Regions from separate parts of the Anas platyrhynchos genome. Here region 1 is linked to region 2. The links are chromatin contacts, called in public Hi-C maps. All regions are on one chromosome and are shown on one strand. The core of a region is the stretch at or near the end of the contact, and the rest is flanking DNA. Distances in the headings are between cores, read along the strand shown.

Region 1 (2,700 bases), core at 72-2,571, 170 kb before region 2:
GTTGCGTGGGGCAGAAACAGACTGCACAAAACGGGACAAAGCAGAATGCAAAGCAGCCCTTTCTTGTGATTAGAAAAGGGAAGTGGGGAGGTTGGATGTTGAGCTCGTAGTGCTGAAAAATCAAACTACTGTCTGCTCTGCAGGAATGGCGGCTTGGGACCGTGGTCTGCATGGAGCAGTATCAGTTTGTCCTGACTCTTGCATCTGGGGGTGAAAGGCTTGGTGAAGTGTTGAGGGGTCTTACTGGCCTTTGATTCCTCATCCAGCATTAACCAAGAATGAGGAAAAAAAAAAAAAAGAGAGAGGAAAAAAAAAAAAAAAGCAGAAACAGAACATTCAGCTGATGCTTCAGAAACATTTCCTGGATTGTATTGACATTTCTGTGGAGCTTTTCATAGACAGCATCTCAGCGCCACAAGCTGCGTGCCTTTAGCAGACCCCGCGGCTCCCCTCTGCTCAGAGACGGGCTTGCAAAGCCTCCTGCCTTCCTTGGGAACGACATGGGGCTCTCTGAGGGAAGGCTTAGACCCACAATTGCAGCTAAATGTGATATATAGAATGTGCTTTTAGTGTGTTATCATACATACACGTGACTAGGTGCATCACGAGTGGATAAACCGCAAAACCTTCCCAGAGAACAGTTTGCGAAGATGCTTAGGTTAAGCACAATGCTTATCAGAGGGCCTCGCAGAGCAGCTGGGGAAGTCACCAGGGAGACAGTATCTCAGAAGAACAGCAGCACAGCACAGTTACTCGTTTGGAAATTTACAAAATACCCAAACCCACAACCCTGCGGTACTTTTCCTTGCCATAAATACCCAGATAATTTGCCTTTCAAACGCAGAGCAGGCCATCACGCTATTTCACTACTTTTCTGGTCATGAAGAGGCTCAAAGCCTTTGTAAATGAGAGATCGATTCCTCAGGTCCTGCTTTTCAGCGTTTCACGTGATTTGCGTTTATTCACATTTCAGTGCTGGTGCGGCCTCCCCATTTCAGCACAGCAAAAAACAAACCCCGTGCTGGGCAAGGGGCCGAGCTGCCCACAGCCCTTCCCACCTCCATCTCCCCCTCCCACCCACGCGTGCTTTTAACCCTCCCCGTGCTTATTTTCGACCGCTCCGAGGCCGGGCAGCGGCGCTGAGGAGCCGGGGGCAGCCCCCACAGCCCCTCAGAGCCCGCGTGACGTCACCCCGCCCGTAGCCCCACCCACCCTCCATCTGAGACAGGGAGGGGGCGTGGCTTCCACACGCCCCTCCCCTCGCCCTCGTGGCGCCGGGCGGGGCGTAGCGCGCGTGCGCAGTGCGGCCGGTGCCGGGCTGCAGTCGGGGCGCCGGGCACGGAGCGGGGCGGGCGCGGAGCGGAGCGGGGCCGGGCAATGGGGCGGCAGCCGCGGGGCCAGCAGCGGGGCGAGCCGCCCGCCTCACTCACCCGAGACCCTGCCTGCTGAAAGCCGCCTCCTTCTCCTCCTCCTCTTCATCCCCGGTGGCGGAGGCATGAGCGCGGCGCCCTGAGCTGCGGGGCCGGCGGAGCGGGGCTCGCCCCTAACCCCCCCCTCCCCCCCAAACAGCCCCCAAATATCCCCTCAGCGCTGCGGGACCCGCCGCCACCTCCCTGGCTCCTCCCATGGCATGAGCCCGCGCTCTCCTCCCCCCCCTCCCGCCGCCTGCTTTCGCTCCGGCTCCCTCCCCGGGCCGGCAGATGGGCTAAGGCGCCTCGTTCCCCCCCCCCCGTGCCCTACAGGAGCGGGGGGCCCGGCCCCGAGCCAGCCGTGAGGGCCGCTTGGGTTCCCCCTGAGGCGATGATGAAGCCGCGGCGGGGCCGGCGGCCCCCGCCCGGCGGCTCCTCGGTGCTGCTGCTGCTGCTGTGGCACTGCTGGCTGTGGCCGGCCGGAGCCGATAACGCCAGCCAGGCTTATTACACCGCCCTCATCAACGTGACGGTGCTGAGCCCCGAGCGGGGCGGCCCCACGCTGCTCCGCATCGACCGAGGCCGCTACGGGCAGGATTCCCCCAAGGTGGAGGTCAAGGGCCTGCTGGTGGCTCCCGTGCCCATCAACGGAGGTAATGGGCTGAGGAGAAGGGGGGGGGGAGAGATGGTGGGGGGTTCATGCTGATGCTGGGGGTCCCCGGTGGTCATGGGGGTCCCCCCTGTACTTGGCAGGGGTCCCCAGTGCTGCTGGGGGTCCCCACTGTGCTTATCAGGGGTCTCCGGTGGTGCTGGGGGTCCTCGCTGCTCCTATCGAGGGTCCCTATTGCTGCTGGGGGTCCCCGCTGTACTTGTCAGGGGTCCCTGATGCTGCTTGGGGGTCTCTGCCTCCGCTGGGGATCCCCACTGCACTTGTCAGGGGTCTCTGATGGTGCTCAGGGGTCCCCGCTGCGCCTGTCTGGGGTTCCTGATGCTGCTGGGGGCTCCCATTGCTCCTGTCTGGGGTCCCCAATGCTGCCCAGGGGTCCCTGCTCGGCTAGGGGTCCCTTCTACTTCTTCCAGGGGTCCATGATGCTGCTCAGGGGTCCCCATTGCTCCTGTCGGGGGTCCCTGATGCTGCCCGGGGGTCACTGCCTCTGCTGGGGTCCCCGCTAGTTCTGCCAGGGGTCCCCGATGCTGCCAGGGGTCCCCACTCCTTGCCAGACCATCTGCTCCCATTTCTGCCCACCTCGGCCTCTTCTCGCTCGTCGGCGAGGCTGTTGGCCTTTGTCTG
Region 2 (2,700 bases), core at 105-2,604:
AGAGGCCAGAGAAACATTCAGATTTTGAGCTAAGCCAGTTTTTTGCTGGGTGGAGTGGGATTCCCATCGCGTTCACACCCACTGCAGCGAGCAGCAAATAAGCAGCTGCCTTCCGACTTCAACTGGAGCTCCTTCCAAGATGCAGCAAAACTCTTTATTTTTCAATTTATCCACGGTAATAAGCGTACCCGTATCAAGCACCCTTAACGAGCGACCGGATTCAACCCTGACAGAGCATACGAAGGCACAAGCCGACAAAAAACACCCCCCGAAGCCTCCTCAGCACCAAGGCACCCCTGACAGACTCCGCAGGGCCATTTTGGGTGAAACCCCTCACCATACACCTCACCGAGCCGCGCAGCCCCAAGAAGGACCACAACCACTGCCTGTAGGGACCAACAGGCAATCCCTTAACCCTCTTTTCCCCCCAGCAGCTCCTCTGAGCACCCTTCCAGCAGGGAATCAAGCGGCACCACAGCCACCGGCAGCTCCCAGAGGGGGGCTCGCTGCCGGCCGGGCACCCACCCCCCGGTCCTCCCCGGTCCCCCCCGATCCCCTATGGTCCCCTTACCGCGATCAGCGTGCTGCTGCGGCCGTGCTGCTCCCCGCTCGCCCCCTCAGCGTCCAGCCCGTTGGCCCCGCTCCTGTCGGCGCTGCCCCCCGCGGCGGGAGGAGGCGGCTGAGGCAGCGGCGGCGGGGGGGGAGCGGGCGGCGGCGGGGCCGGGGGCGGCTGCCGGTGCTTGCCGGCCCGCTTGGCCTTGGCCTGCAGGCAGCGCTGGTGCAGGGCGAAGGTCTGCTGGCGCTCCAGCTCCAGGCGCTCCGGGGACACGGCCTGGTAGCGGGACTCGCAGGCGCTGTGGTGCCGCCGGCAGAGCTCGATGCGGCGCCGGAGCCGCTCCATCACCGCGCTGTGCCGCGGCACCACGAACTCCGCCATGGGGCAGGGCGGCAGCACCATGGGCCGGGAGGGGGAGGAGAGCGGCCGCCGCTCAGCGGCTCCTCGCCATAGCGGGGCTGCCCCTCAGCCGCCCTTCCTCCCCCCTCTCCTCCTCCTCCTCCTCCTCTTCCTCGGCGCCCCTCCGGCTCCCCCCCCCCGCCCCACTTCCTCCTTCTGCCCCGCAGCCGCTCCGCTCGCTCCCTTCTCCCTCAGCCCTGCCCCCGCTGCTCCTCCGGCCGGAGCTCGCTCGGCTCCCTCCGCTCCCGGCCCGGCGCTGCCCGGCGGGCGCCGCTCTCAGGCGCGGGCGGGCGGCGAGCCCCGAGCCCCCATTGTTAGCCGCGCCGCCGCCGCCATCTTGAAATTGTTTTTTTCCCCCTCCAGAGCCGAGCGGAGGAGCAGGAGGCGGGGCTTCCTGGGTGGCGGGGGGACGTCACGCGGCCCCGCGGAGTGATGGACAGGGCGAGCGGCCAATAGGGAGAGGGGAGGGAAGGGGTGGGGGGAGAGCGGCCGGCTGAGGGTTTAAAAGGCAGGGAGAGGGGAGGAGACTGATGAAAGGGGCGGGGCTTTCGGGGTGATTGACAGGTGGGCGGGGCTCCGGGCTGCCCGCCCCGCGGGGCGGCTCCTGAGGGGCCCCTGAGGTGAGGGCTCGGGGCGAGCTGCCCGCCCCCGGAGGGCATTAATTAGACAACGGAAGGCAAAATCGGGTTAATTTTTTATTATATATATAATTTTTTAAACATGCTCTTCGTGTGTAAGTGCACAGTGCAGCCGCAAGTAGTTGGAAAGGCGCAGTGCGGCCACAAATAAATAAGCCCAGGAAAGGCGCAGCTCTGACAGGAGGCACAGGGAGAGTCCCAGCCCCGCTCCTATAGGGACAGGCAGGGAGGGAGAGGCCGAGGATGAGCTCTGGCAGCCCTCAGCACTTCCCTCTAACCCCACCTGGTACCAGGAACCAGCCCTAAATCAGACAACCTCAGTACCTTTCAGTAGTCCCTGATGAATTATTGTGAATTACGAGTTACAGCTCCCACATAATAACACTTCTACAGCAGGTTACCTGCAGCCTGATCAACTGCTGGGAGAAAAGAAACAAACTTCAGCCTCTTCTACTCTTCCAGCCCCCCCCATTTAGCTGAAGCACCTCACCTCACCCTCCTTCACCCCCCCCTTAAATTGGCATCTCTCACTGAAGTTGCTCACAGACACCCAACCCAAGCGTACCTTCACATATTTGAACCAATTTCAATCCTAGTCGACGGATCACCACCAGGCAGAGCTACACTACAAGGAGAACACAGCTGTACTTGCATTTAAGTCAGGATAAACAGACAATTTTCTTTCCTTCAAGGCTTTAAAAGCAATTCTGAAGTTAAACTGAGCCACCCAAGTGAGAAGGCAAGATAAGAAGTAACTTTTGAGTTGTCTATCCATTTTGGAAAGTCATAATTTATTGTAGTGATTATTTAAGCATACACTATGGTATCAAAAAAAAAAAAGCCGTAACATGCAGACAGGAGACCTCTTAAGGAGATTTAGCAGAAGCAAATGTAGATTTACATTTCACCGTAATATAGTGCTAGTTAGAAGCTGATAGCTGATCTTAAGTTCCTTTTTGATGCTTGGAAAGAACATGTATGCACATGAATTGTTCAGGAATTTAAGGCAATTTGCATATTAAGATAAAAAACATTGGATTAATAGATTTACATTGTGCCCAAGATGTTAGCTGAATTGAAACCATTTACATATACTTCATCTCAAAG

What was found. Hi-C and Micro-C count contacts between places; a contact is called where the count stands out from the background.
Region 1: a contact with region 2 is called in a Hi-C map of skeletal muscle, with 2.6 times the contacts expected there. The contact joins the promoter of RNF130 here to the promoter of MAML1 in region 2. A contact is called at or near these places in 3 of 8 Hi-C or Micro-C datasets (liver, skeletal muscle and subcutaneous adipose tissue).

Annotation. Positions count from the first base shown.
Region 1 is chr14:5,620,446-5,623,145 of IASCAAS_PekinDuck_T2T, reverse strand. RNF130 (ring finger protein 130) reads left to right here and starts at 1,321. Exons shown (of 9, transcript XM_027468578.3): 1 at 1,321-1,717; 2 at 1,798-2,062. The coding sequence starts at 1,631. FLT4 (fms related receptor tyrosine kinase 4) reads left to right here. Exons shown (of 30, transcript XM_072023398.1): 30 at 1-1,560.
Region 2 is chr14:5,454,085-5,456,784 of IASCAAS_PekinDuck_T2T, reverse strand. MAML1 (mastermind like transcriptional coactivator 1) reads right to left here and starts at 1,354. Exons shown (of 5, transcript XM_072023554.1): 1 at 572-1,354. The coding sequence starts at 958.